5 separate regions of the Sus scrofa genome follow, and regions 2, 3, 4 and 5 are each linked to region 1. A link is a contact called in public HiChIP or PLAC-seq and promoter capture Hi-C data. All regions are on one chromosome and are shown on one strand. The core of a region is the stretch at or near the end of the contact, and the rest is flanking DNA. Distances in the headings are between cores, read along the strand shown.

Region 1 (5,717 bases), core at 2,070-4,569:
CACTCAACACTATTACGCGAGAACAGCCGTACGGTTCTTTGTCAACCACTAAGACGCTGTACAAACACGAGGCACTAGTCAATGGTATTAACAAGGAGCCCAGAAACCCTCTCCAAGTCAGGGGCCCGAGGCCCAGGAACAGGAACCTGCTGGAACGCCAAATGGGCGCCAGAGCAGAGGTCTGACTCCCGGGCCAGTACTCCTGTCCCCATCACAAACAGCCGGCACAGAAGAAGCCACCTGCACCGCCAGCTCGGCCAGGGCACCTCTCAAGCAACTCGCTCCAGGTGTGCGAATAACATGTCCCGGCCCCTCTTCAGATCGGGCCCCACCAATGCCTCCCACCCCCAGAAGCCGCCGAGGGTCATTTGCTCGGTGTCAAATCACAGAGCCCCCTCCGCCTGAGCCCAGCACCACACACTCTGGTTCCCAGGGCTGAGACAAGGCTGGAGAGGTTTGGGGGAGATTATGGAGAGAAAAGGAAAATCGGGGACTTCTATTGGCGGCGGGGGGTGGCGGTCAAGCACGTTCCTTTCTGTCCTCCGAAGGTGCACACACCTGACGGGACTTCCACACGCTAAAGATTTCTTACGCGACCAACTCCCCGGGCCCTTCTGAGAAACTTTTACTCAGGAGCCTCAGTTTCTGCAAAAGCCGTGATGGCCAGACCCACGAGCCCCAACCACAAACTCCGCTCCCAGGCGACCGACCCCAGCAAGCCCACCACCCACTCCCACGGGAGGATCCTCACGCCACACCAAACGCCTCCAACTCCCGGCAGGCAGTTCCGAGGTCGGCAGAAGTAATTAAAAACTCATTTTCTCTGCGCAAGTTACAACAGACACTTCATCCCCCTGCATTTCAAAGACACTTGAAACAGGAACCTGAGCTGGCAGTCAGGTAAACGCGCTCAGAGCCCAAGACAGGGCACCAGTTCAGTTCCCTGCACTCCACCAAGATATCAAAAGCCGGTCTGCTCTCTTTTCCTTTTGAAAAGGATGTCAAAGACTCCACCGATCGGTCCCACAAAACACCCAAGTCTTCAGCTCGCAGCAACTCGCGCCAGCTGACCCTGAGCTTCCCTCCCGCGGGGCTGCAAAAGGAGAGCAGACCGGTGGTTGGTCTCACCTGGGCAGGGCCCAGGGGCCTGGGAGAGGGTCACAGACAAGGGGGAGCCCCCGCTACCAACTACAGGCACTCAGCCAGGTGCTCAGTAAAACGAAACTTGATGGGGTGGGGGGAGGAGGGGGCTGCCATCGGTATAATCAACATCTTTTAAAAGAAGGGGCAACCCCTTCTCGCTTTTTCTCCGGGTGCCTGAAAAGGTCCCCAAAGGTTTTTCTCTCAAGGTAGGAGCTCCAAGGAGAAAAAGGAAGAGCCAGGCCAGTTGTTAAACAGACCTGGTACCCCCTCCGCCCGGCCCCGCCCCCGCTCCCTCTAATTAAAGCAGCATGCAGAATTGACAAAAATCCTTCCAGGTTTTTTCCAAGCCTCTGCCTAGTGCCTCGGAGTGCGATGTACAAGTCAGGAGTTTCTGCCCGAGCACCACGCACGATTCAGTAGATTCTCAACAGGAGGGGACAGAGGAGGCAAAAACTTTTAGGCACCGACCTCCTCTGCCCTCTTCCCCCTTTGCCAGGCCAGGCCTGAGAACCCAGGGGTGCCCTGCTCTGGGTGACGCTGAGGGCTAAGGCATGGGAAGGGGGGGGTCTGCTCCAGACCGCACGTCTTTGTTCACTTAGACCTGGGCCTCGGAACAAAACAAACACACACACAACTATCACACAAACTTACCACCACCACGAGTGCAAAAACCCAGGCGGTTCTCCCAACGTGATGTTTTTTTCCCATCGAATCTGGAAGGGAGAGAGCAGAGACAGCTTAGAGGAGCAGAGAGAAGGGGTGGGCTGGGGGCTTCCCGGAGCCAAAAGGCTGTGAGGACCAACTAACAATAAATGCCAAAAGGTGATAAAAATTCAAAATGGTGGCCACAGTGGCTGCTCCAGAAAACAAAGGCTTTAAGAATAGTGGGGACGAGGGGGTGTCAAGAAATTGGATGAGGGGGGAAGTTCCACTCACCTCCGATAAGAAGGTCTGTGCAGATTTCTGTGCTCCTACATGCAGTAAATATTCGTAGACGTATAAAGCTAACCTGGAAAGTGGGCAGGGGGCACAGAGAGAGAGAGAGAGAGGGAGAGGGAGGGAAGGCGTCAGATCACACCGGGTGCTCGCTCCTGGACCTTGCCGGCCGGCTCCCAGCCCTGTCTACGCTGGCCCATTGTGGCCCCAACCAGAGGTGAGCAGCTACCTCGACCCTGCCCGGAGCCACGGGTGCGAACAGCTAGGGGATGGGGACCAGGAGAGGCGTTACTTCAAAACGCAGAGGCTGAAGAGCAGCCCCCGAACTTGAACTTCCAAGCAGCGTCGCAGCCAAACCCACCGAGATCTCTCAAACTCGCAAGCCATCCGACCCCCAGAGCCTCGCTTCTTTTCCCTACCCACTCCTTGCCACCCTGTCTCCAGGTGTGAGAGTCGGGGAGACTCCGTCCGGGACTCTGGGGTGCTCCGCGCGCTCCGGAGAGGACAGCAAAGCGCCACCCTCACCACCTCCCCCCAAAACAACTGTCCCCCAAGCTTGGAGCCAAGCCGGCGCCGCCGTCCCTACCCAGCCCGGCGCCCCGGAGGGCCCGGGGCCGGCGGCGAGGCCGAGGGCAGGGAAGGGAGAGCTCTCCCGGCCGAACAAAGCCCCCGGCACGCACTCCTCACGCCGCGGGCGGACAAAAGGAGCCTTCGGGGCTGCAGAAGCCACGCGCCCTCTGCCCGCGCCCGGTGGGCAAAGTGCGGCCACCGCGGCGAGCGCCCCGGCTTGGGTGGGCGCCCAGGCTCGCTCACGGGACCTCGCCCACCCCTCACCGCAGGCCCTCGTGCCCGGCACGCCCCGCGGCCCCCAAGTACCCCATCCTCCGGCGGCGCCCCCCGATGCCCCAACCTCCGCCGGCTCCCAACAATGGGCTCTCCCACGCCGCCCGCCGCGGCCTCGGGAAGGGGCCAGGCAGGCGGTGCCGGGGCCCGGGGCCCGGGACGCAGCAGCCCCCGCCCGCCCACCTGCCTCCCACCACCCGCCCGCAGCCCGGCGGCAGCGCGGCCGCCACTTGGAAAATAGGGCTTACTTTTCCCGAGCCTGCCCGTCCGAGGGCACCGCCGAGCCTTTGCCTTTGGCAAACATGTTTTGCAGAGAAGAGGGCGCCGAGCCTCGCCGCCGCCGCCGCCGCCGCCGCCGCCGCTACCGCTCCGGCTGCTCCCGAGCTGCCCCCTCGCTCCCGGCCCCCTCCCCGGCGCTCGCTCGCTCACTCGCTCGCGCTTTCCTAGCCGCGATCCCCTCCCTCCCCCCCAGGCGCTGGCTCCGCGCTCTTTCCAGCTGTCAAAGCGTCAGCCCCGGCCGCGGCCCCATTGCCCTGGAACTCCTCCCGCGCCGGCTCGGCCTGGGGTGCCGGTGCCGCCGCCGCCGCCGCCGCCGCTCGCCCGTCGGCCCGGCTGCCCGCTGGCTCGCTCGCGCGCCGCCCGCCCGGCTCCGCCTGCGCCGCCCTCTGCGCCTCCAGCACCGCTGCCGCCGCCGCCGCTGCCGCTGGTCTACTTGGAGCTCAACCGAACGTGGCTACCCGGGCGAGGGAGCTAGGCGGGCGTCAACGTCCCGCGATTGATGGGCGCCTAGACCAATTGGCACGAGGGGGCGGGCCCGGGGCGGCCCGGGAGGGACGCCCTGTCAGCGCCCGACCGCGGCAGTCCCCGCTGCGGCCGCCTCCGAGGAGCCGCTGTTCCTGCTCCTGCGAGCGAATCGGGGGTGTTCGGGGGCGCGAGCCTCTCTTTGCTGTAGATGTGGGGAGGGGACACGAATCGGGACGGGGGAGGTCTAGTTTCCCAGCCCCTGCGAGGAGGGGTCCCGACCCGCGCTCTCCAAGGCTGGGACCACTGGGGGGCGAGGGGGGGCGCTGCGGCAGAGTCGGAGGGGAGGGGGCGCGGACCCCTGAGCGGAGCGCCGCCGGCTCCCTCCCGCCACGTCCCTCTCCCTTATCTGCCCCTCACCTCCCCCCGCCGCAGCTTGCGCTGGCCCAGCCCTTATCTCCCCCTCCCCCTCGCCGGTCCCCCACCCACCCCCACCCCCGGCTCCGACCCCGACCCCCTCCCCAGACTCCTACCCTCCCCCCTCGGCTGCCCCGCCCCCTGTCCTCTCCCTCGCCCAGTCTGGCTTCGGAGCGCCGGGCCCGGGGCTCCACGCTGCGAACTGGGCGGCTCGAGCCGGCGCCGAGGCGCGCGGCTGCTCCTTTACTAGATCATTAAAATACTTTGGAAAACCCCAAAGTGGAGTCGCGCGAAAATGGCCCTTGGCCTGCTTTAGGGAGCCCGGGAGGGAGGTACTGAGGACTTGGGCTAAGAGAGGGCAGAGTGATCGCTCCCAAATTTCGGAGGTCTGCCCGCCCTAGTAAGTTAGACCCCTTCGGCTTCTCCACGGGAGACGGTGCTATCCCGGGGTAGGAGGGCATCACCTGGGCGCCCAGCGATGCGAGATGCGCGCCGCAGAAATCTGCAAACTTCAAATAAATGGAGCTAAATTGGGGAGTGGGAGACGAGAGTCAGGAGTGGGGGGAGGGGAAGCTTCCATTGTCAGTGACCCAGGTGTACAATGGGAAATTGAGGGGGGGAGGCTGGCAGAGTGACCCAGCTATTTGCTGCTGACTCCTTTCTGCCCACGCCAAGAACCCGAGGACACACTGAGTGTCCCTCACCAGAGACTCTCGAGACCAGAAACCAACGAAACAGGGGAAGACTCCCCCATTTTCAGACTGTTTTTAGAGCGCGGTTCTCTTTAAATGCGATAAAACACTGTCGGCACTGTCTCTTTAAAAGAGTCAAGCAGAAAAAGCTGTGTAAGCGCTGATTGGCTGCCTGTTTGGATACATCTTTAGGGGAGCCTTGAAACTGTTAGCCTAGGTTGATTTTTTTTTTTTTTAACTGCGCTGTTCCAATAAACAAGTAACGCCCCTCCCCCTAACATGCCTCGCACCAAACAATTAAAGGATAGGTCAGTGTCCTGGGGAAAACACGTTTCAAGTAGAAGAACTCAGAACAAAATAAAGAATCTTTCACTACCATTAAAGTTTGCTTATTTTAATCTGTCGAGGAGAGAAAAGAGGTCTTGAAAAAGAAATGCCCCGCAGCAAACGGATCTGCATTGGTTCAGGAAGGAGACTGGGTGCATTTTTGGAATAATGTTCTACTCAGTGTAACAGCCTCCCTAAATTAGAATACAGCCAAGCCCTACTGACGCCTCTGGACGCACTCTATTCTCTGCCATGACCTAGGCAGGGAAAGGGGGCAGAAAAAGGGAAACACTGAACCCCAGTCTCTGGTTGTCTGGGTGTTAGCTCCTAGTTTAAAGGTTGTTTTGTGAATGAGAGAAGCATGGAGGTTGAGAGGCAGTTGAAACACAAGCATAGGGGAGAGAAGGAAATAATTACAGTTATTTTTTCCCCCAGGCCATTTAATTTAATAGGGCTAACTTAAGGTACCTTAGAGCCCACACTAATTAAATTGGCCTGCTCATACCCTTCCCCTGGACTTCTATTTTTGAAGGACTAGGAATGGCCAGGGTTGGCTTGTCAACATACTGACTCACAGAGAAGCCTGACTCATCTTGGGTCTGCAAGGCCCACAAATTA
Region 2 (5,717 bases), core at 1,865-4,364, 430 kb before region 1:
GACTAGATGAAGAAATGTGGGATAGGTGACAGGCAGTACTTGAGGTAGATTGTTTATAATTCTTGGAATGGCTATCCTCAAAGAATAATGATTAATGGGACAAAATGAACTGTGGAAGACCTTTATCCTTATCCCATTCAACATTTTCATTATTAAGGATAGAAAAAGTTTGTTTTATCAGTTTTGCAGATGACACAAAGCTGGGATATCAGCTAATATGCTAGAATTAGCACACAAGAACTGAGCAAGCTAGAAAAATGGGTTGCAATGACTAAGATACTGAATAAGGATAACAGTAAAGGCCTGTACTCAGACTTAAAAAATCAGGAGTTCCCACCATGGCTCAGTGGAAATGAATCTGACTAGTATTCATGAGGACAGAGTTTCACTCCCTGGGCTCGAACCGTGGGTTAAGGATCCGGCATTGCTGAGAGTAGTGCAGGTTACAAATGCGGTGTAGGCCAGCGGTTACAGCTCTGATTTGACCCCTAGCCGGGGAACCTCCATATGCCCCCGGTGTGGTCCTAAAACAGACAAAAAAAAAAAAAAAAAAAAAAAAAAAATCAATCACATGAAGAACGGTTTAGATCAGGGATTGGGAAACTATTGCCTATAAGTCAAATCTAGCCTGACACCTGTTTTTGTATGGCCCATCAGCTAAGAATGCTTTTTACATTTTAAAATATTTTTCAAAATCAATATAGTATTTTGTGGCACATGAAAATCATATGAGATAGGAAATTTGCAGCTTTGTGTCAATGAGTAGGTTTATTGGAAATGGCCATGCTCATTCATGTATATATTGTCTGTGGCTACTTTTGTGCTATAGTGACAGAGTTGAATGTTTGTGACAGACTCATAAAGCCTAAAATATCTATTATCTGGCCCTTTAGAGAAAAACCTTGCCAATCCTTCATCTCTATGTGTAAAATATAGAGGATTAGTTGATTGCAAAGTCACTATAAGGCAAAGGAATGTTATTTTAGATTATATTATTGGAGTTAAGAAGGAACCACCTTCTATCGAAATCTTTGAAAACCAACTAAGGGCCAGACACTGCACTAGTAATGCAAAGATACTATGTCGTCACCTTTGACTACAGTAAATCTAAGACAAAGATGGTGACCAAGGCTTGGTTTTTGCCTTCAAGCTCAGTGTCAAGGAAGATGGACAACCATGAAACTAGTAACTTAGTATGTTACATGCTAATAGTGAACCACACCTAGAATACTCTGTTCGGTTCCAATTAGCATATTTTAAGTAAGACACTGTCAGGCTTTACATTGTTCAGAGGAGTGCAAAAATTTCATGATGATATATAAGCTACATTAAATGGAGGAAGTTGAAAGAATATTGTTTCAAGGAGAGATAATTTAGTGAGAGAAATGTGACTACAAGTTTTAACATCACAAGTCTTCAAATGTAAAAAGTATTAGAATTTTTCACTAATAACTGATGATAATAACAGGGAGAAATGCACTCAACAAATATGAATTCCAGAGTTCTCTGTGGTGCCATGGATTGAAGATTTGGCATTGTCACTGCAGCAGCTTGGGTTGCTGCTGTGGTATGGGTTCGATTCCTGGCCTAGGGACTTCCACATGCTGCAGGCATGGGCAAAATAAATAAACAAACAAACATGAATTTTAAGCTGGATGACATCATAGATATAAGAAATTTCTAGCAAAGAGAAGATTTTTAATCTTTTCCAATCCTGGAAGTGTACAAGAAAAGGTAATAACCTATGAAAGAAACTAAAGAAAGAATTCTTGCACTGGGGTTCCTTTAGAATGACTTGAATTCTAGGAAAGGTAGATTAGGAGCAGATAATACAAATACTTGAAAGTCAGGTAAAGAGAGTAGGCTTTAGCCTATAGTTCAGTGGTTCTCAATTGGACTGGTGGTGATGCCTTAGATGCCTTATCTTGTCCCAGTGCCATTTATCCACCCTTTCACCTCCAGTTCGCATGTCCTTTCTTTCCGCAAACCTCTCTGCGCCAAGTCTTCAGTTCACCTTCTCCCCGACCAGCCACTAGCTTCTGGTAACTCTTTGATTCCTCAAACCCTGTCCCATTACATCATCCACCGGGAACGTGTGTAAATTCGAGAAGCGCCATCCTCCCTCTCCCCAGTGCCAGCCAGGGCCTATAGCTTGGCATATCACTTGAAAGGCAATCAGCCCTGACCCCACATTTTCCCCTCCATCCCAAACCCTTCTCTTCAGTTCAAGGCCATTTCGAGACCTCCATGGGCCCTGAACATTCATAACTTTGGACTCCTGGCGCCAAACTAGATAAAATATCTTAAATGAACCCACATCTTATGTCAAACATAATTCTGAAGTATGAACTTACGTTCCAGTGGATAGGTTTCATTTTCATACACTTATAATTTCGACTTGGAATTGATTTTCCCTTTGTGTGTGGGGGGGTCAAAACATTTTATCAGGCCTAGAAAAAGTTCGTGCGCTGGTTCTCTGGTACTTCGAAGAGACCTGCGTCAGACTTCCCCCTTCCCGGTCCCCTCACGAGCCAAGCCTCAGCGACCCCGGCGATCCGCCTCCGCGCCGCGCGTCCCCTCACAACCCCCGCCACGCTCGCTCGCTCGCTCCCTCCTCCACCAGCATCCCCTTCTGTCGGCCTCGCCCAGCCAGGGTCCCACCTCCCAAGGTGCCGGGCGAGCCACAAAGCCCGGATCGCCTAGGCCTCCGGTTAGCGACAAACGCGCTTACAGTCGAGCTTCGTTTCTCTCTACCGCCCTGCCCACAACTCCGCCTCTCCCCTCTCCGCCGGCCTCCTAGGAGTTCGCTGGCTGCTGCGCAGAATCTACTCCCGGCTCTATGCTCCACCCCTCCCTCAGACCCCGCCCCGTCTCGCCCCACCCTGCGTTGCGCGCCCCATTCCCCAGCCCCGCCTCCCTCCCGCCCAGCCTCCTCGAGATCCCCAGAGCGCTCAGCTCTTCTCCCGGCCTGATGCTCCACCCTCCCATAGGCCACGCCCCAGGCCACGCCCCCGTGATCTTTGGTTCGCGGGCTGAGTTCCGCAGCCCCGCCCAAGGGCCTGTCCCTAGGTAAGCCCTGAGCACGCGCTGCCTACCCTCCCCCAGCTCAGCTTGATCCCAGGGGCCTGCGAGACCCAAGAGACCCGCCTTCGTGCGAACACGCACGCGCAGTCCCCACCTCTCCCGGCTCGAGCCCTAGGCCCTCAGGTCGCCAGCCCGGGGCCCGGTCCCGCCTCCAGGCCCGGCTCCGCCCCTCATGCCGGGTCTCGCGCGCAAGCGCGCCTCCCCTGCCCAGTCTTCCCTCCGCCCCCGCCGGCCCCGCGGTCCCAAGGCGCCAGGTCGCCCCCAGCCCCCTCCCTCCTCCCGCCCACTCTCTGTCCCACCCTCCTCAGCTTTGTGCCGGGGGCGCGGAGCCGCTTCCCCCCTCTGCCGCGCCGCGGGAGGAGGGACCTGCCACCGAGGAGCTGCCGGGCTGCCCCAGGCGGGGGTACAGGTAGGTGGCGACCGCGGGCTGGGCCTCTCACGTAGCCCAGGGCTGAGAATGGGGCGGGTGCGGGGTTTGAGGGAGGGGTGGGATGGGGGAGGGGGAGATCGAAAGGGACGAAGCTGGGGTGTGGTTGGTGAAAGATGTGGAGATGAGGATATAGGGGTGTCAGAGGTGGGTTTAAGGGTAGAATTGGGGTGCTGGGGGAGTGTATGAGGGCGTGTGAAGATTGGGGTTCAGGCCTGGGTGGGAGAAGGGAGAAGGATTAGCTTGGGTGAATTTGAGGAGGGGCATGCGTGGGAATTTCGACCGAGGTGGAGGATTGCAGTGCTGGCGAAGGAGGGGAAGAGGGAATCGGATTGAGGGGTGCCAAGAGGGAAGGGTCTAGGACTGGAATGGGAGAAGGGGTGGGGTCTTGGGGGTAGGGAGGAAAAGTTGGGGCCGCGGATTGTGAAGTTGGGCTTTAGTGAGGCGTGAAGAAAGGAGATCTTGAAGGTTGAGGGCAGAAGACAAGGAAAAGATGGAGAGATTGGGGTCCTGGGAGAGGGAATCTCAGCGAAGTGGGAGGAAGGGGCGAATACATGGTGAAGGACAGAGCAGGAGTGCATAGGGATGAGAGTGGGTGGGGGTGGAATGGTCTAGGAAGGAAGGAGCCGGGTGACGGTGGGATTGGGTCGGAGGGATGGGGGAGCCACATTTCAGAAGGGTCCTGGAAGGATGGGTAGGGCGGGAGGTTGGAGAGGTGGGGGCAGGGTAGCTGGGAGTGGAGGAAGGGAGAGGGTTAGGATCCTTGGTGTGGAGATTGGATTTTGTGTGTGGTACTCTGGAGTTGGCAAGTGGAAAAAACTGTCCAGGGTCAGAACGTAGGAGAGATCGGCCTGTTCCAAGAGGGAAGTAGGAGCTACGTATGGGTGAGAAGGCAGGTAGGGAAGTGCAAGTTACAGGAAAAAAGAAATAATGCGTTGAAAACTGAATAATGGCGGTGACCCAGAACAGTATAAGATTGTTAGTTATTTTTTAAAAAAAAAAAAGATTGTTAGTTATTGGTGGTTTGGAACTACTTTCTGTTCAGGTTTTACGTTGGAGATTTTCTCAAGAATACTTCGTTTTCAAATAAACGAAGGGTGTCTGCAGCCTTGGGTTGAAGGCCATTGGTTGACAGATTTTTTTTTTCCTGGTGTGTGAATGTGGGTAATTTCTGCCCTGGCAGAGGGAAGAAGGGAGGCCTCAGTGTAGCTCTGTCCTGGCTCTGTTCCCACCAACTCTTTCCTCAGATGTCCACTGGTTTTTTTATCTCCTCCCTGCGCCCCCCCCCCCCAGCTTGAGTCAGTGAATACCAGAGGGATCAAACAGGTGGGTGAGATTAATTTTTAACATTTTTTTTTATCCTTAAGGCTGATGTCATATTTTTATTCTTGAGAGACAGCATCATACAGTGGAAAGAGCTTGAGCTTTGGAGTGACACAGCCTTGAGTTTGAATTCTGGCTCTGCCGCTTACTAGTTTTGTTCCTTAAGCAGTTGCTTTATGCCTCTGAGATTCTTAATCTGTTAGGTGATGATCTTGACCTCATAGGATTGTTGAGGATTACATGAAGTCATTTAGTATAGTATCTAGCACAGTCCTTGGCAACTGGTAGGTGCTTGATAAATGGTAATTATCACTCCCACTGTCCATATCATCATAATCTTAGTGTGGTTTATTATTCCTAGGGGATTGTTACTTTACCTACTAAAGTGAGGTGTTTCCTTCTCTTTCTTTTCAAATCAGATAACTAGACTCAGCTCACAGTTTTAATCTTGTTGTCTCCTTCCCTGATTCCCTCCTTCCATCCACTTGACTGGATAGTCACGATTCTTGCTTGGTAAACTGACTTCAGAATCTAAAAAGCTGTCTCGTTTAGTTATCAATTATTTTATCTTTCCTCTTGTTCAGAGAGGCTGTAGCAAACTGAGTTTTTAATTTAGTGAGTAATGAATTTTATTCATTTGCTGAAAATGCTGTGCTTCATGGTAACTTTAACTCATTTGTGGTGACCAAATACTAGAACATGCACTATTGTAAAGTAGTTTTCTATGAGATTATATGAGTTACAAAACCACCTCTCTGGAGACAGCCTGGGAGGCTATCAGAATGCCCTGTTCCTCTGTTGCTGTAATATCAAATATAGCCAATGTAGATCTCTCCTGGACATGGTTATCCTTGCAGATACTACTTTAATTTTCTAGTTTGTA
Region 3 (5,717 bases), core at 1,747-4,246, 350 kb before region 1:
AATATTTCATGTCCTATGTTTCCAGAGTGACTGGCAAGCTTATATAAAATATACCTCTACTATCTTAGAGCACAAGGAAATGATGCTCCCCACCAAACCGATACCAGCTAAATAATTAGAAGGAAACTTAATGAACCTCCCTTAAAGAATGAACGCTAATATCTATAGATCTGACATGCATTTTCTTATCCTGAGGTAAGTCGAGCTAACTATTCTCCTCCCTCTTACTCAGCACTACTAATACACTACACATACCATACTGGTTTTATGACATTTGACAAAGGAAATAACCATTTGTTGCCATGTGTTAGGTACTGTGCTAAGAGTGCCATGTATATTATCTTTAATCCTCACACTTGCTCTTCAAAGTGTGAGGGCTTTTGTTTTGTTTTGTTTTGTTTTACAGTTGGCAAAATGAAGTCATGAGCCATTAAGTGACTAGCAAGGACACACAGATAGTAAAAGCTGTGCTAGGAATGGAAGCCAGGTTTGTATGGTTCCAAGCCCACACTCTGTTAAAAAATGACCAGAGTGGCTCTAACTATCTTTGTTAATAACATGACTTAGGTCTTCCGTATTTGGACCCAGACAAACTGCGCAATTGCACTTTTGAAGAAAGTTAAAGGGTTAAATATTTTAATTTTCATATATCTACTTATAAAAAGGTAATACAGTATCCTGTTTTCTCGCAACAAATAATTAATTCTGAAAAAGTGGTTAAAATGAGATTTCTATTTGCCAGTTACAAATAGCAGACCAAGAGAGGCTATGTGGGCTTGTAATTTCATCTAATTTCTTACAATACCGCTGTTTTCTTCAAGTGCAAACCACAATAATTTGAAGGAGAACCAACAGAAATCAGTAAAATAAATAAATTAAATATTTTTAACACTACAACTTTATTAATAGAAGGCAGCACATTGTAGCCAGCTTTAGGCCTAAATTCCTACTACTCCAGTACTTTTAGGCTCTGTGACCTTGGGCAATTCACTTAACCTTTCAGAGCCTTGATTTCCTCAACTGTAAAACTCAACTTCACAGGATGAGAATTAGGGATAATGAAAGTAAATCTCCCATCATTCCTGGCTAACAGAGAACAGACAGTTAATACATTTTAAGTCCAGGACATACAGGGAGTCAGATGATTTAGAGTTTCTGGGGAGAACAGCTTTCCTGAATAAGTAAAAAAACAACTTATTGATATCACATCAATTTTTACAAAGTACTGGATGCTATAAAAGTACTTAACAGTTCCAGAAATGAACTGTTAATTATTTTCCTAGCACGTGTATTCAAATTACCACAAATCTGCTAGGAATATCTCAAAAAAGGAAAAAAAAAAATCAACCCAAACATCCAATAGCTAGAAAGATACACCTCATACAATCCTCTTAATTATGAGAGGTTTAAAGAAGAGAAGAAAATGATGTTTTCCGGAGCAGTACACACTGAATTAAGCCTGGAAGTCAAAATTGCTCATTTCTCTCTTGACTGCTATATTTGCCTCTGATGGAAAATTTGATAATCCCCTCTCCCACAATTTTTCTTGAAAACTGGTAATCCTAGCAATGTAAAAAAGCAGTAAACAGACATATGGGTAGTGAGAGCATTTACACTTTTCATTTCAAAAGCCTGAAAGTGCATGCAAACATTTTAAACCTGTCCCCCGTAGTCGCTTTGTAGTTTGAGAGAGCAAAGAGGGCTAGCATACAACATAGGGAAGCTGAAGGAAGAACAAGGGCAAAAAGACCAGCAAAAGCTCTTACGAAGAAAGGCCGTGGGGGGAGGGGCATGAAGCCAAATTATATATTCGGAAGGGTGGAGGAAGTCACTAAGGCAATTTAGAATGTTGAGCCAACAGTTTTTTAAGAAGCTGCAAAAACAACTTGAAAAGGGGAATTGAATTAAGGACAGAACCCGTGGGCAAAGGGTGAGGGAGAGGAGGAGATAGGGTCATTCTCTCTATAAGCTGAGATCCCCTGCGAGGGGCACTCTCATTTCGTTCCCACTCCACGAATTCCCTCTGCCTTCTGCTGCACTGCACGTTAAGTTCTCTGAAAGCAGAAACCTAACTGCTTTTTCTCTAAACCACCCCAGCCCCCCCGGGGGGGGGAGGCGTCTTGCACAGTTATTCAACACAGACGGAAGGCCCTTCCAGTGCAGTCTCCCAACTCTTTCTTAATACATTTCATTCTATGGTGGAAATGCCTACTTGTTTGACTCCGGGAACAGAGAGCACGCTCCCAGCCCTAAGACGCGCTCAGGGAACAGGCATTGAGAACAAACCTTTGGTGGACTGCTGTGGCTGCTCCTAGCCCTCTCCTTCCCACCGCTCCCCTCCCCCCCACCATCCCCGACTCCCCTGGAAGGTGAGGAGCTCGCATTAATCCTCCAGATCCTCCTCTCCCTCCGAGCGTACGTCTCCCCTGCCGCCCCGCAAGCCCCCAGAAGAAAGGGGTCCTGTCTTGCTTATTTTTGTGTCCCCGAGCCTATTATAAGGTAGGTGCGGCACAAACTTCCGGTAATCACAGCAGGATCGGATTGCGGGTAGGATTAGGGAAGAAAACAAGAACCACACGGATGAGAGACAGCGGCTGAAGGATGGACTGAAGAGCCAAACTCTCAGAACCGACAGCGGACAGATGAGCGGCCAGGGAGGGTTGTTAGCCCGGTTCGGACGGGCCCTACCTTGGGGTAGGTGTGCAAGGGGTAGGTCAACTGACAGGCCCGGTGACAAGATGCCGTATCACCCAAGACCGAGTCAAACGCTTCAGCGGAAGCAGTCCCTGGGCCTCCGGCCAGGGCCATGGTCAGCAACAGCAGCGGCAGGAGCCCCAGTTGGGCCCGGACCCAGAGGCTCCCTTTCGGCGCCGCCATTTTGTTTGCCTCTGTCACAGCAGCTCAGCTTGTTGCTGTTTTCTTTTCAAGGTTTCCTCCTCCTTCCAGGACCAGCCCCTTCCCCGCCCAACGGGCTGCTGCTTCCGCCTCCGCGGTCTACTCAGCCCCGCCCAGACCCGCCCGAATCTGCTGCCTTCCGCCGCACCTCTAGGTCTATAAACTTCTAGGTTGGCCAGAGGCGGTGCACCCAACTCTCGCGAGTGCTAGAGCGAAGCGCTCCTTCCCTCCGCGGGGCACGCTGGGGCATGTAGTTCTTCGCAAGCGGGAGACGCACGGTGGGTCGAGAAAGTTGGTCTAGGAGAACTACAGCCGTCTTAGAAACGCCCGAACTCGCCCCTTCGCGGTGCACTCTGGGGAGTGTGATTTGGTTTAGCCGCTCCCTCCCGCGTTCCGCCTTGGAGCTCCGCTGGCGGGTGCAGGCTTTTCCGAAAAAAAGGAAAAAACAAAACAAAACAAAACAAAAAACCACGGCGGTGGGAGGAAGCGTCGGCTTAGCTCTCACCCCCACAGTCCAGGTTTGGGCCCTCAGAGGGTGGGTTCTGGAGGGGTCCGGCTGCTTGCAGGGCTGCTTTTCCTGGTGGGTCTCACAGGACATCGTTGTTAAGCTTCCCCTCTGGGCTCCTGCGTGCTGAGAGCAGAGGAAGATGGTGTTTCCCTTTCCTCTAGGGTCCCGAGCACGACAGTCTTGTTTAGGGTCCTTTGACCACCCAGCAGGTCCTGGAGATGACTGGTTTTTGTGAGGACCGGCTGGTTACTAGGGAAACTCTTTGGATTGTGACTTTGGTGGGGTGGTTATTAAGAGAGCTTCATTGAACCCAGGGGAACTCTAACCTGCCACAACCCAACCTAAGATGGAATAGGCTTTTCAAGTCACCAGGCTCCAACCCTGGTCCATTGTTGGAAGGCCCCGTGCAGCGTGCACTTCTGAAAGCTGGACATCTCCTAATTCAGGAAGTAAGACCGGTCGTTGTATACGGATTCAGTTTTTAGGAAGATGTTTCTTTTACATCTTCTTAAAAGAGGAAATCTTCCTGTAAATTCCAGTCAAGGGTCCTCTTAATTCAGGAATGCTTTCAGAGTTATAGAACCCAATTGGGTCACTTTAGGGAACTCACATCACAGAAGTTTTGATGAGGTTTTAGAATCTGCCCTCTTTCTTGAGCAGTACACGGTGCAAGCACGTGAAGGTAGTTGGAGTTCCTAGCAATGGATAAATTTGTCATTCGAACGCCCAGAATCCAGAGTAGTCCTCAGAAGAAAGATCCTGGAGGAAAGATTTACAAGCAGGCCACCATTGAATCTCTGAAGGTGAGAGGGGCTCTGGGAGTGGAGAAAATGTGCCAAGGACTATAATAGCAAGAAGGTCTGGAGGAATTCTACTATGGAAGATCTATGAATTATTTTTGCTATACGTCCCCCCAAATTGTTCCTGACCACTCCTAATTTGTTTCCCTCATAGTCTGTTTATCAATTCCTGCACTCCCTTACGCCTTTCTAATTACTTTGGCTTTGTGGTGTGTTTTTCCAGCTCGTAAGATAAGCCCCCAAAGTTACTCTTTTTTTTGCAGAATTTTCTTGTCTGTTAAATGGAATATTCATGTACCAGGTATGAGTCTGTGTAACCCTGTGCAAACTCAGTAAGACTGAGTGATAGTACAGTTCCCTCGTATCTTGTTGGACAGAGCAGTGTCACATGGCCTTCACAACTATAGTTCAGACTAGAAAAGAGACTGTTTAAATGGACTCTTTGCAACCTCAAACTGATTTCTGTTAGCAAGGAGGAAGTAAGGTATAAATACAGGATAGACAACCAAGAAGGAATCAATGACTCTAAAGTACCCAATTAATGGTCATTATTACTTCATTAAAAACAAAAAACTGGACTTCCCTGCTGGCCTACCTATTAAGGACTCAGTGTAGTCACTGCTGTGGCTGGGGTTTGATTCCTGGCCTGGGAATTTCCACATGCCGCAGGTGCAGCCAAAAACAAACAAAAACCCCTCACCAAACCAAAAAGTTCTTTTTTAAAAATCAAAGTTTAGTTGATGTGCAGTGCTGGGCCAATTTCTTTGTATGGCAGTGACCCAGACATACATATATATACATTCTTTTTCGCATGTTATCTTCTATCATGCTCTGTCACCAAAGGTTGGATATAGTTCCCTGTGCTATACAATAGGACCTCATTGCTTATCCATTCTAAATGTAGTAGTTTGCATCTACTAACCCAGTGGGCCAATTTCTTTGTATGGCAGTGACCCAGACATACATATATATACATTCTTTTTCGCATGTTATCTTCTATCATGCTCTGTCACCAAAGGTTGGATATAGTTCCCTGTACTATACAATAGGACCTCATTGCTTATCCATTCTAAATGTAATAGTTTGCATCTACTAACCCAAATTCCCAGTTCATCATCCCACTACCTCCCCCTTCTCTTGGCAACCACAGGTCTGTTCTCCATGTCTGTGAGTCTGTTTCTGTTTTGTAGATAGGTTCATTTGTGCCATATTTTGGATTCCACATATAAGTGGTATCATATGGTATTTGTCTCTTTCTGACTTACTTAGTATGAGAATTTCTTGTTGCATCCATGTTACTGCAGTGGCATTATTTTGTTCCTTTTTATGGCTGAGTAGTATTCCATTGTGTATACATACATCCTAATCCATTCATCTGTCGATGGACACTTAGGTTGTTTCCAGGTCTTGGCTTTTGTGAATAGTGCTGCTATGAACGTGCAGGTGCAAATATCTTTTTGAATTGTGGTTTTGTGTATCTCCTGATAGATGCCCAGGAGTGGAATTGCTGGATT
Region 4 (5,717 bases), core at 1,815-4,314, 330 kb before region 1:
TCTTAAATATCAACATAATAGGCTGAACTTGTCCTACAAATATAGAGCAGATGATACTTTAAAAAAAATCTTTTCTTTTTGTCCTTGGCATACAATTGGAGTGTTCTTTCAAGAATGGGTGTGTCTCATGTTCAGAGATTTCTATTCAAGAATCATAATGAAACCACAACAAAGGGGTATGGCTTAAGAGCTGGAAACCATCCAACTTTTGAATCTTGACCCTACCCTAAACCTGGCGCAAACCTGAGTTGTATGGAATATAAGAAGTCCTTGGTTCCTTTGTAGTTACATCAGTTGCTACGCTAAAGATTCATTTGGATCATTGCCTGAGAATATTTATATTCTTCCGCCTTTAGCCTCTTGTCTGTTCCTATCCTGTGGGTTATAAGGGACAGATATCTATTGGTACCTTCTTTGCGCTAAGAACTATGCTGGTGTAATAATGAAGGAGAAAGGTATTATCCTCACCTTTTGGGAGCCTGCAGTCTAATGGAAGGACAGGCAGTTTAACAAGACTTTTTCACACAATGTGATGAGTGCTCTGATGATGGGGAGAAGTTAGTCCGAGGAGGATAAGTGTTGGGAGTAGAGAGATGTTAAAGAATGTATCAGGCAGGGTTACATCATGAGAGTTGAACAGAGGGCTGGGGGTGGGAGAGAACATGGTGCACTGCAGAAACTAAAAGAATCGTGGTGTATTCGAAATGTAGTATGCTGGAGAGAGAGTCTGGACCAGTTGGAGAAGGCTCTTTGTAAGCCATTTGAAACTGTTTGGTCTTAGCATGTGTATTGGTTACCTGTCTCTGTGTAAAAATTATCCTCAAATTTAGCAGCTGAAGTATTTCTTATCTTACACAGGTTTACTGAGAGTCAGGAATCTGGGAGCTGCTTGTTTGGGTGCTTCTGGCTCATGGTCTCTTAAGAGGTTATAGTCAAGCTGTTGGCTTGGGCTCTAGTCATCTGAAAGCTTAGCCAGGGCTTGGAGATCTGCTCATAATGGCTCATTTGTGAAATTGCTGGTAGGAGGTCTCAGTTTCTTATCACCTGGGCCTCTCCCTTGGGCTGCTCAGGACGGGTTGGCTGACTTTCCCCAGAATAAGTGATCCAAGAGAACAACCAAGATGGAAGCCATAGTGTCTTCTTTACCACCTAATCTTGAAAGTGACATACTCTCACTTCTGTTATGTTCTATTGATCACGCAGACCAACCTGGGTACCGTCTGGGAGACAACTGCACACAGGTTATGAATACCAAGAGGTGAGGCTCAGTGCGGGCTGTCTTGTAGCCTGGCTATCGCACATGTATTTCTTTTTTTTTTAACCTAGATATATTCTACCTTCTGGAACTGCAGATATATGTTCATTTACAGAAGTTTTACAACCATTATCTCTTCAAAAGCACACCTCTCTTTCATTCTCTCTAGTCATTTGTTCTGGGATTCTATAATTAAAAGTATGCTAGACCTTTTATTTTAGCTTGAATGTCCTCTTGTCTCACATAGAATTCTGAGCAATTTCTTTAGGTATATGTCTTCCAAGTCACTGATTCTCTTTTCAGTTGACTCTAATTTGTTATTTCACCCATTCATTGAGTTCTTTCAAAAACTATTTTTTATTTTTACAAATTTTCTTTTACCCCGAAAATCTGTTTCTTTTAAATGTTATTTGTATATACTTGTGATTGTGCCTTTTATTTCTTTTAGCATTTAATGTATAGTTCTTCTGTATTCTTCTGACTGTTCTAGTAATTGAAATCCTTGGGATTTAAACCCGTTGTTATTGTTTCTGCTGACTCTCTTGGTGCTTGCCTTCCCATGTGCTTCTTGATTTGTAATTGTGAGCTCGTTATTTTCTTCCGATCTGTGGGAATTCTGTGGGGCTAAATCGGAAAACCTTCCCTGGTGAAGGGATTAGCTTCTTTTTTTGTTTGTGCCAGTAGTCAAGGATGACTTAGGACCTGAAATGCGTTAGCACAGCTCTCAAGGATCCTAACTCAGGATCAGAGTCCCAGAATTAGCTCTCCCACCTCACCACTGGCCCTAAGCTAAGTATTTCAGTAGTGTTGCTGTTAACATCCACCCTTAGGTTAACCCCACCCCTTTAGCCTCCACTTACTGTTTTTTGAAGTGGTTTTTATCCAGAATCTGGTTGTGTGGCAGTGACAGGGTAGCTTTAGTCCACTGTAAAGCCTCGGACCCTAGAGAGAATAAGTGGTGGTTATTGAAGGATCTTTGAATGGAGGAGTGACATATTCAGCTCTGCAGTTTAGAAAACTCTGTCTGCCACGTGGGAAAAGTGTTGGAGAAAAACACACCTAGAGGCAGGAAGCCCCTTTGAGAAGCTACTGCAATATCTGGATGAGAAATGAGGATGGCCTGGATGGGGTAGTCGTCAGGAGGGTGGAGAAATGTGGTTGGAATCAAGAGTCGTAAATACAGTAAAACCCAAAGGACCTGAAGGTGGATTGGATGTTGGGAATGAAGATAAGAGAGTAAAGGCTGAGGCCCAGATTTCTGGTCTAGGCAGCAAGGCGGATGGCAGCACCTTTCATTAAGATAGGAAGCAGGTTGCGGGGGGATAATAAGTTCAGTTTTAGACTTAACTGTGTTTGGCAAACTGTGGGGGATCCAAGAGGAAGTGTCCAGCAGGATGTTGGCTGTACGAGGCTAACGCTAAGGAGGAACGGAACGGAGCAAATAGATACCTGAGGGTCAGCAGCGTGTAGTCAGACCTGAGGCAGTAGCCTGGGAAGAGTACGTACGAAAGTGAGGAGCCGAGCCCCAATCCTGAAGCACACCCGTGTGCAAGAGACTTGTAGGAGACGGGGGTGTGACCAGGAACAGGAGAGAGCCTGTCATGGAGTGGGAAGGAGTGCTTCTGAGGAGGGGATTGGTCAGCAGTGTCTATTGTTGTCAAAGGGCCAAATAAGCTAATTCTAAAAATTGCACATTGGATTTTGCAAAGTAAGGCCAAATGATGATGATTTTGGTAAGGACTGTTTCAAAGGCAGGGTTAAGGGCAGAAGCTTGAAGAGTGAGCAGGAGGTAAGGAAATGAAACCGAAAATAGTCAACTCTTTTTCAAGAAGTTTGGTGTTGAAAGGAAAGAGAGAGGCAGCAGTATCAGAAAGGGCATGTGGGATTGAAGAAAGTTCTGATTTTTAAAATAGGAGAGAATCTAACCTATTGAGTGACAGGTTCATAGGGAGACCTTTGCAGGGAGAATGGACCAGACTTTGCAGGGATCGACCGTAGAGATGAGATGCCTCTTATTTTGTTGCCACTCATTCCCTCCTGACTGGCTCTTTCTGCCTTCAGATGCACTTAAATCTTCCCCTTTAACTCTCTGCTTTTTTTTTTTTTTTTTTTAGACGCCTTGTTTGTCTTCTTTCTTTTATAGCCAAATTCCTTGAAAAACTATTAATAATCACAACTCCCATTTCTGCCCCTCCCACTCCTTCATTAAATTATTTCCATGTTGGAGTTCCCGTCATGGCGCAGTGGTTAAGGAATCCGACTAGGAACTAGAAGGTTGCGGGTTCGATCCCTGCCCTTGCTCAGTGGGTTAACGATCCGGCGTTGCCGTGAGCTGTGGTGTAGGTCGCAGACGCGGCTCGGATCCTGCGTTGCTGTGGCTCTGGCGTAGGCCGGTGGCTACAGCTCCGATTCGACCCCTAGCCTGGGAACCTCCATATGCCGTGAGAGCGGCCCAAGAAATGGTAAAAAGACCAAAAAAAAAAAAAAAAAAAAAATTATTTTCATGTTGGCTTCTCCCACAACCACCATTCTCTCTCAGGACACAATTATTTCCTTCTATCCAAATCCAATAGCCTTGTCTAGTTCTCATCTTCCCAGAACCATGAATTTGAAACCATTGATTGCTCCCTTTTCTGTTGACATAAATGACACAGAACTTGTTGCCAATTCTTTATCTATTTTTTAAATGTTTATTTCCTTCAAGCCCTTATCTGAGTTTGTAATTACTTATTTAATTATTTACTTAGTTGTTTTTTCTTTGCTATACAGCAACTCTCTGCCAGCAGGACCATGCAATGTATTTTACTCATCAATGCGCTTTAAGCATTAGTGTGGCATATGGCAGAAGCTTATGATATGAATGAAATCAAATGAATGAAAATGATAATTTCAAGCAAAATTTTCTCCATGGCCCTTTCTAGCATTCTCTGTTCCTATTTCTTGCCTGTCTCTGTTTCTTCTTTGTGCCCTGATTTCTTACAGGGGGTACTTTTCCATAAACCTCAGACCTCAGTCTTTGGTTGCTGCTTTAGAGCACTTAGCCAGAGAGGCTGTCCAGTTCTCGAGCTTAACTGAGGCGTTAATTCAGACAACTCTTGGGTGTACAGCTCCTATCCTGATCTATCTCTGAATCTTAGATTTTTTTGAAAACTTTGTTCCAATTTATATTGCTAATGTTTTCTTAAAATCTTACTAATTTAATAGGTGAAAATAGCATCCTGTTTTCATTTGCTGCATATAATGAATTGTTTTCTCTGTGTTTGTTGGTCCTTTGCCCTTTTTTTGTGAATTATTTGCGTTCTTTGTCCATGTACTGTTAAGATCTTATAGTTTTTGCTATCTGTTTCTGAACTTAATAAATGTCCATGTCCTAAACTCTTAAATCCATTTAGCTACTTGGATTATAAACAAGGAAATTCAGACTCAGAGTGATGAAGTGACTTATCCAGGGCCACATAGTGAGTTAGCCCCAGAGGTGTAATGAGAACCCAGGTCTCTTGGGGCAGTGTGCTTTCTTGGTTAGCAGGCTGCCTTTGTGCCCTGAACTCCAGCCATATGTGCCTTTGTTTTATTGGACATCTCTACCATTCTACCGTTCTACCATCTGCTCAAGCCCTCTTTTAAATCAGAATTTAGTGCCTTTTCTTGTGTACTTCAAATGGGAATTTTCTCCTAGTATTCCCATTTAGTCAGTGTTTGCTCTGACATAAACTCTTTAGGTGAAAATGTCCAGCAAGCGGTTGGAGATGTAGGATGGCAACTCAGATGAGAGTTTGCAACTAAAAATATGTATTTGGAAGACATTTGCCGGGAAGCCTTTGCTTAAAATCACGAAAGTAGACGAATCCTCTGAGTAAAAGAAAATATTAAAGGGCTGAAAGATTGAACTGGGGAGAATGTTCGTGGTGGGGAAGTGGGGAGAGGAAGAGGAGCCGATGAAGAGGCAGAGGGAGTGTAATTAGGGAGGGGAGAGAAGCTGGCAGTGCAGTGATGTGCGGGCTAAGGAGGAGATCATTTTGAGAGGCAGGGGAAGTGAGTGGCCTCACTGTCTGGGAAATTGAGGGCCAGCCAAGCAGAAGCCTGGTTTATTATAAAAGGAAACCAGCGGACAAGGGGTATCGAGTGAACGGCTGATGAGGCAGTGCAGTTAGGCCTTGCACTCTCAACCTTATAGGCACAGAGGCTCTACTTTTGCAATACTGTAGATATACATATTCTGGGAAGAGTTTTAAGTCAATCACATTGATCTGATTTCCATTTGTGATTGATCAACAACAAAAAACCCTCTCCTTACAAAGTGCTTTCACATCTGTGACTTCATTGGATTGATATAGCAGTTCTGTAAGGTAAATATTATTTTCTCATTTCACAAATGGGAACGCCGAGGCTTAGAGAGTTTAAAGTAACTTGCCCCAGGTCAGAAAACCAGATACTAAGTGACAAAGCTAAGATGGTCTTATGC
Region 5 (5,717 bases), core at 1,482-3,981, 280 kb before region 1:
GGGCTTCATCCTGAAGCCAAAATCATAGCAGCTGCTTTCCCTGTCGTTCTGAGAGAAGCAGCTGTGTCATCTATGTCCCTAAAGAACAACTCCCAGCTGCCTTTCCAGCTGACCCTCCCCCCCCAACATCCCTCCCTGCCCTTCCTGGCTCTCAGTCATGACGTGCTCTTTCATGCCTCTTGCCTTAGCACAGGCAGTTCCTTGTGCCTGGATGCCATTCCCTCTCCTCTGCCTGATGAGCCTCCTGGTACTGTGAGTCCTTCTGGGCTCCTCTAATACTACATAATACTACTAATTTTAACCCTGTCCTGGAGTTCCCTCTGTGGGCACAATGGAATCGGCGGCATCTCCACAGCACCAGGACTCAGGTTCAATCCCCTGAGTCAGAGAAAGGAATGAACCCAGGTCTGCCTGACCTGCAGGCTAGAAGTTTTCCCAGGGCCAGCACAGCCACTGGCCGCGGGCTTCCTCAGTAGTAATATTGGCACTACAGGGACAGACTGGCAGGAGGACCCAAAGCTTTAACCCAGCACAGTGCGTTAAAGTATCCAGTGCTGTTGCAGCTGCAGCTCCGGTCTGATCCCTGGTCCAGGAACTCCATATGCCCCGGGGCAGCCAAAAAAAGAAAAGAAATACACAAATAAATACATAAATAAAATAATAATTTTAACCCTGCCTTGTTCCTAAAAGGCTTTGAGTGGAGAGCGCTTTGCTTGTTTCTGTGCTTGTCTCCATTTGCTGCTCCAGATCCACACTCACTGTTCACCCTGCTCTCCGCCCAGCCCTCTGGTTTCAGCCAGGAGTAGTCTCCTCTGTCCGGGGGAGTCTGGAGGGGCCCCCGGGCTGGCCGTGTCCCTCCAAGCGCAAGCTGCCTCCTCTCCCCTTTCAAGCCAGAGGACGGTCAGAACCCCGCTGTTTACTGGCCCCAGTTGCTGCACTCTCCCCTGCGGTTTCTCTGTACTCTGCCGGCACCTTTGTCAGCTGTCCCTTTATTAAACTCACTTCGGATTCCCGAATTCAGTGGCCTGTCTGCTGGTTCCCACTGACCCTGACTGATACGGTCCCTTTGAGCAGTGTGTACCTTAGAGCTGGCTAGTCCCCCCAGACGTGGGCTCCTGAAGGGAGGGGCCTGTCTGAGCCAGTCTGCACCTCCATGGGCAGAGCAGCACCCAGAAGGCGCCACACACGTGGGGTTGGATGAAGCGAGTTGCGTGAAACTGTCCAGCCATCCATTCACTCATTCATTCTCTCATTCAACCACGACGGCTCAATGAGGCTGCATGTGCCAGGCTCTGGCAGCGGTGGACAAGGGGAAGACAGCCTTCTTGGAGCTGGCATTGTGGAGGGGAAATGCGCGTAAAGGGGAAAAAGCAAGCACACCCCCACACCGTTTCAGAGGGGTACAGGAGTTCCCGCTGTGGCTCAGCGATCACGAACCCAGCTAGTATCCATGAGGACTCAGGTTCGATCCCTGGCCTCGCTCAGTGGGTTAAGGATCCAGCATTGCTGTGAGCTGTGGTCGCAGACATGGCTCGGATCCAGTGTTGCTGTGGCTGTGGTGTAGGCCGGCAGCTGCAGCTCCAATTAGACCTCTAGCCTGGGAACCTCCATATGCCGCAGGTGCGGCCCTAAAAAAAATTAAAAAAAAAAAAAAGGTATCCAGAGGGGTACAAAGTGACAGGTGTAGGGGCTCAGTTTTAGACTTGTGATGGGGGTGGGGCAGTGGGCAAAGAAGCATGTGCGGGAGCCACACCAGGCAGTGCCCTGGTGCCAGGACATTGCACACAGAGGGACCAGGAGCTAGCAAGGCTGGGGGTGGGAATGATCTTGGTTCACTGAAGAACAGCAGGGAAGCCAGGAGGCCAGAGCAGATTGGGCTCAGGGTGACTCCTAGGAGTGAGCAGGGACTTGCTATCTTGTAAGGCCCTTCAGCTCTGGGATGGGGAAAATCCTCAGGGAAGCGCCTGCCCGGGCCTGGGCCTGCCAGCAACCCCCCTGAACAGTCCTGGAGGAGGCCCTGAGTGGGGCTCGCTCCCTTGTTTCCTCAGTCCTCACGGCGACCTCACGAGCTGGGGCGGGGCAGGGGGGGGCTGGGGTCTTTCTACCCCTGGTCCACACAGGAGGAAACTGACCCTCAGAGAGGTTAAGCCACCCGCCCAAGGTCACATGGAGTCAGAGAAAGGAATGAACCCAGGTCTGCCTGACCTGCTGGCTAGAAGTTTTCCCAGGACCAGCACAAACATTGGCCGCGGGCTTCCTCAGTAGTAATATTGGCACTACAGGGACAGACTGGCAGGAGGACCCAAAGCTCCAGGCCACGCAGCCAGTAAGGATGGAGCTGGGGGTCTGAGCTGCGCTCTTTCCACAGCCCCCTGCCCTCTGAAAAGAGCAGATGGTAGCGGGGCAGGAGAGCTTTGCCGTGCCCCATCCCCACCTGGCGCCCAACACTTCCAGGGCCAGGGCACATGGGCTAATGGGTATCATCTCAGCCCCTTCATTTCTAGAGACATTGTGCGGCATAAAGACTGTCATTTCCTGCGACTCATGCAGGGTAATCAACGTGCCGGCTGCCCGGAGGGCTGGGAATGGCAGTACTGAGGCCCGTTCATGAAGATAAAACCGCCCTCGCTCTCCTTGCCATTCAGTCCTTCCCAGCCAGACTCAGCCCTTGTGTCTGAGAGCATCGGCTAAGTGTCCCAAGAGGCCCCAGCTTGCTGCATAGTCCCCTAACTCAGGGAAGTACTGTCTCCCTCAGCCTAGTTTCAACACGTCCTAGCCATGTGACCTTGGGCACAGAACTTCCCCTTTCCAAACCTCAGTTTCCTCATCTGTGAAATGGGGGCAATTATGTCTGCCTCACAAGGTGGCTTAAGTGAGATGACACATCTTAAACCCCTGCCCCATAGGCGTGCTTAGGAATAGTAGCTGTGACAGCGACGACAGTGCTGGGGGTGATAGTGATGCTTGCCATGATTTGAAAATAGGAACCCTGAGGCCAGAGAGGGGAATGGGCTCCCTCAAGGTCACACAGCAAGTCAGCAGCAAAGCTGGGCCTAGAACTTGGGTTTCTAGGCCAGAGCTTTTGCGTATTACCACTGACTCATGGGTCAAGGATAAGTGAGTTTCGTTGACTCCTTCCATGGATGGGCACTGTCATCCATCATCTCATTTAATCCTCACAACAGAGAGATGAAGTATGTGTTATTATTATCCTGACTTTGCAGGTGAGAAGGCTGAGGTGTCTACCCAAGGTCACGCAGCTAGCAAACATTGGAGCCCGAGATGGACCAGGAGTGGTCTGCCTGCAGAACCTCAGCCCGGACCTTGGTGCCAGGGCCCTTGAAGAAGACCAGCTGCTGAGGGTGAGGCCAAGGAGCCCAGCTTTGTGTGCACACACAGTCACACACTCAGCCCTGCCACAGGCTGGGCTGTTGTCCCCCCATTCTGAGAAGTTGACAAGGATAGTGTAAGCTTAGGTCCAGCGGTCAACCCAAAACCCAGCCCATGGGCCCTGGAGGGCAGAAACCCATGGGCATCCTAGAGAGTGTATGGTGTGTGTCTAGTCCTGCCCAGACATGGAAATTGAGACCTGGGAAATCTGTGAGGCTTCGCAACTCAGGCTGGCTCCGTGGCTGGAAGAGTCTGAGAGTGAGAAGGTAGCTGGCAGAGAAAGAGGCTGGGGCCCCTGCCCCAGACACCCCAGCATCTCCTGCTGGCATGTTACCCTGACAGACCTTTAAAGCATCATGTCGCTACACCCTCAGCAAGGTGTGGTTCCCTTCTGCAGGTGGGGATGGGATACCAAGGCTCATAGAATCAAAGCGGCTCGCTCAGACTCATTTAAAAAAGAGTGTGGAGTCGAATCTGGTTCTCCCAATGTCCAGGCTACCCTTTCCTCCTTGCTTGATTCATTTCTTGCTTTATGGGCTCTTTTCTCTCTAGCTCTTTTCTCCGTGAGTTACCAGCTCCTCTGCACCCCTGGCCCTGATTTGCTGACACTTGACTGTAAGCATCGTGAAGTCAGGAATCGCCTTTGATCAGCTCAGCTCTGGGTGTCTGGCACCTGTCACAGCAGTAAGTACAAGGCTGGAAATCTGTGGATGTTTGCTGGATTGTTTAAGGAACTGTAATTGAACTGCATTTTTTAAAATTGATGCCAGTGGCTGGCACAGCCAATTTGGAGACTTCTATTATGAAAGGACTCACTTGAGTGATTCATTATGCAAATATAAAGGTGAACAGGGGAAAGTGATGTATTATAAATATATTTTTGTTTATTTTTCATTAACAAGATTGCTCCACTTCTTGATATATAGGGCTCTGGGGAGGGCTGGACCAATTTGCATAAGGATGCAGAAGTCTTCTCACAGGGAAGCATTGGGGAGCCAACCCCTGCTCACTGTGATGTAAACTTAGAAAAATACGGGTGGCCTGGAGTAGTTCTGAGTAGATCGGAGTAGCTCTGAGTGAAGTCCAATGGCAGGAGAAGGTCCAGATGGCTCCAAAGAGGAGGAGGATGGGCTGGGGATCTGAGCTTGACATCAGGGGTGAGGACAAAGACACAAGGGACTTCAATCAGCTTTTCAGTCAAGGATCACGATCTATTGAAGGGAAAATGCCAGCATGAAAGAGACACTAGTTCTCGGCCTCCAGCCTCACTCCTGAGCACAGCGTGGGCCTGCCTGTGCTTTATACTCTAGAGCATCGCCACCTGGGTGGACAGGCAGCCACGGGGAGGCACACCAGTCTTCGACAGTGACACCCTATGGCAGGGGCTGATATGGCAGCACTAGGTGGGGTTTCAGCTCCCTTTCCTTCTGTCCCTGGAGTTTGGAGGCAGGACTGGCCCCTTTTTGACAAAGTCCTCAGGGTTCCTGTGTCAGTTCAGAAGAGTGGAGGCTCCTGGATGGAAACTGAACTTCCTGCTGATGAAGCCTTAGGATGAGCAATTCATTGGAAAATTAGGAGATGCCTTATTTGTATCCTGAGTTGGTGAAGTACTCCTACAAGTTGCAGAACAAGTCAGTTTTATCAGCTCTGTCACCAGGGACCACACTGGGTACACTGACAAGTAGCACATACGGGAAAGTTCTTTTCTACAGCAGAGACTCTTTAAAATGAATAACAACAATTGCACACAATGCTCTTACCCGTTTATGAGGCTGAGCCTCAGGTCAGCCCTTTGAGGTAAGCAGAGCAGAGGAAAGAGCCCCAGAAAACTGAGGCTCAGAAGGGGATGGTGACTTGCCCATAGTCTCCAACAAGTCACCAAGGCCTGTCCCATCCCTGTTGTGGGTCCCCCTCCCCCAGGGATGCCAGATGCCAGGTCCCTACCCGCCTCTGCTTACAGCAGCATCAGGACCACGATGGCAATGACCATGAGGACTCCAGCCAGGATGCAAAGGCCCAGGAAGACAATGTCACTGGTGTCCTGGGCCACCATGGCCACAGGGCTCTCCAGCGGCTCTGCCTCATCCCTGGGTGGTGCTTCCTGAAGGTGCTCAGCCGTGGCAGCATAGGGCCCAAGCCAGTTGGAGCCGGACAGCAGGTGGACAGAGGCCTCTTTGCGCCGTGGCTCACAGCGGACTTCATACTCGTGGACGTCCTCCCGCCCACCAGCCGAGAAGTCGATGTACAGCACACTGACGATCACCGCAGTGTTGTTTCTTCTCTGTGGGAATCAAGGGGCGCTTGCTCACGTCTGAAGGGGCCAGGTC

What was found. Promoter capture Hi-C pulls out the DNA fragments that hold promoters and counts their contacts. HiChIP or PLAC-seq counts read pairs in DNA pulled down with a chosen protein or histone mark.
Region 2: a contact with region 1 is called in an H3K27ac HiChIP or PLAC-seq map of alveolar macrophages. The contact joins the promoter of LRRC42 here to the promoter of SSBP3 in region 1. A contact is called at or near these places in 1 of 5 promoter capture datasets (fetal liver), 1 of 47 Hi-C or Micro-C datasets (heart right ventricle) and 2 of 2 datasets of contacts at active chromatin or transcription factors (alveolar macrophages and skeletal muscle).
Region 3: a promoter capture Hi-C map of fetal liver shows a contact between it and region 1, with 5 times the contacts expected there. The contact joins the promoter of TMEM59 here to the promoter of SSBP3 in region 1. A contact is called at or near these places in 1 of 5 promoter capture datasets (fetal liver) and 1 of 2 datasets of contacts at active chromatin or transcription factors (alveolar macrophages).
Region 4: an H3K27ac HiChIP or PLAC-seq map of alveolar macrophages shows a contact between it and region 1. The contact joins the enhancer-like site here to the promoter of SSBP3 in region 1. A contact is called at or near these places in 9 of 47 Hi-C or Micro-C datasets (alveolar macrophages, embryonic fibroblasts, fetal heart ventricle and 4 more) and 2 of 2 datasets of contacts at active chromatin or transcription factors (alveolar macrophages and skeletal muscle).
Region 5: an H3K27ac HiChIP or PLAC-seq map of alveolar macrophages shows a contact between it and region 1, with 9 times the contacts expected there. The contact joins the enhancer-like site here to the promoter of SSBP3 in region 1. A contact is called at or near these places in 6 of 47 Hi-C or Micro-C datasets (embryonic fibroblasts, fetal skeletal muscle, omental adipose tissue and 2 more) and 2 of 2 datasets of contacts at active chromatin or transcription factors (alveolar macrophages and skeletal muscle).

The regions. Positions count from the first base shown.
Region 1 is chr6:157,909,201-157,914,917 of Sscrofa11.1, reverse strand. It overlaps SSBP3 (single-stranded DNA-binding protein 3), which reads right to left and starts at 3,319. Exons shown (of 17, transcript XM_021096596.1): 1 at 3,171-3,319; 2 at 2,080-2,152; 3 at 1,795-1,856. The coding sequence starts at 3,226.
Region 2 is chr6:158,335,699-158,341,415 of Sscrofa11.1, reverse strand. LRRC42 (leucine-rich repeat-containing protein 42) reads left to right here and starts at 3,114. Exons shown (of 8, transcript XM_021096606.1): 1 at 3,114-3,493. It overlaps HSPB11 (intraflagellar transport protein 25 homolog), which reads right to left and starts at 2,634. Exons shown (of 7, transcript XM_013999370.2): 1 at 2,355-2,634. The coding sequence starts at 2,381.
Region 3 is chr6:158,259,272-158,264,988 of Sscrofa11.1, reverse strand. TMEM59 (transmembrane protein 59) reads right to left here and starts at 2,996. Exons shown (of 8, transcript NM_001044558.1): 1 at 2,689-2,996. The coding sequence starts at 2,877. TCEANC2 (transcription elongation factor A N-terminal and central domain-containing protein 2) reads left to right here and starts at 3,157. Exons shown (of 5, transcript XM_005665408.3): 1 at 3,157-3,413; 2 at 4,064-4,206. The coding sequence starts at 4,105.
Region 4 is chr6:158,238,983-158,244,699 of Sscrofa11.1, reverse strand. The region is part of intron 3 of TCEANC2 (transcription elongation factor A N-terminal and central domain-containing protein 2); the gene reads left to right. Among named protein-coding and RNA genes, the nearest start is that of TCEANC2, 20 kb to the left of the region's middle. Within about 2 kb of position 3,064, at least 5 of the 83 cell types and tissues checked have an H3K27ac peak or open chromatin away from gene starts, as enhancers often do. A contact at or near this core is called in alveolar macrophages and retroperitoneal adipose tissue, where this site is marked.
Region 5 is chr6:158,187,590-158,193,306 of Sscrofa11.1, reverse strand. LOC106510717 (a long non-coding RNA gene) reads left to right here. Exons shown (of 3, transcript XR_002345187.1): 2 at 3,225-3,362; 3 at 3,943-4,053. It overlaps CDCP2 (CUB domain-containing protein 2), which reads right to left. Exons shown (of 6, transcript XM_021096604.1): 6 at 5,321-5,671. The coding sequence ends at 5,345. Among named protein-coding and RNA genes, the nearest start is that of CDCP2, 17 kb to the right of the region's middle. Within about 2 kb of position 2,731, at least 1 of the 83 cell types and tissues checked has an H3K27ac peak or open chromatin away from gene starts, as enhancers often do. A contact at or near this core is called in alveolar macrophages, where this site is marked.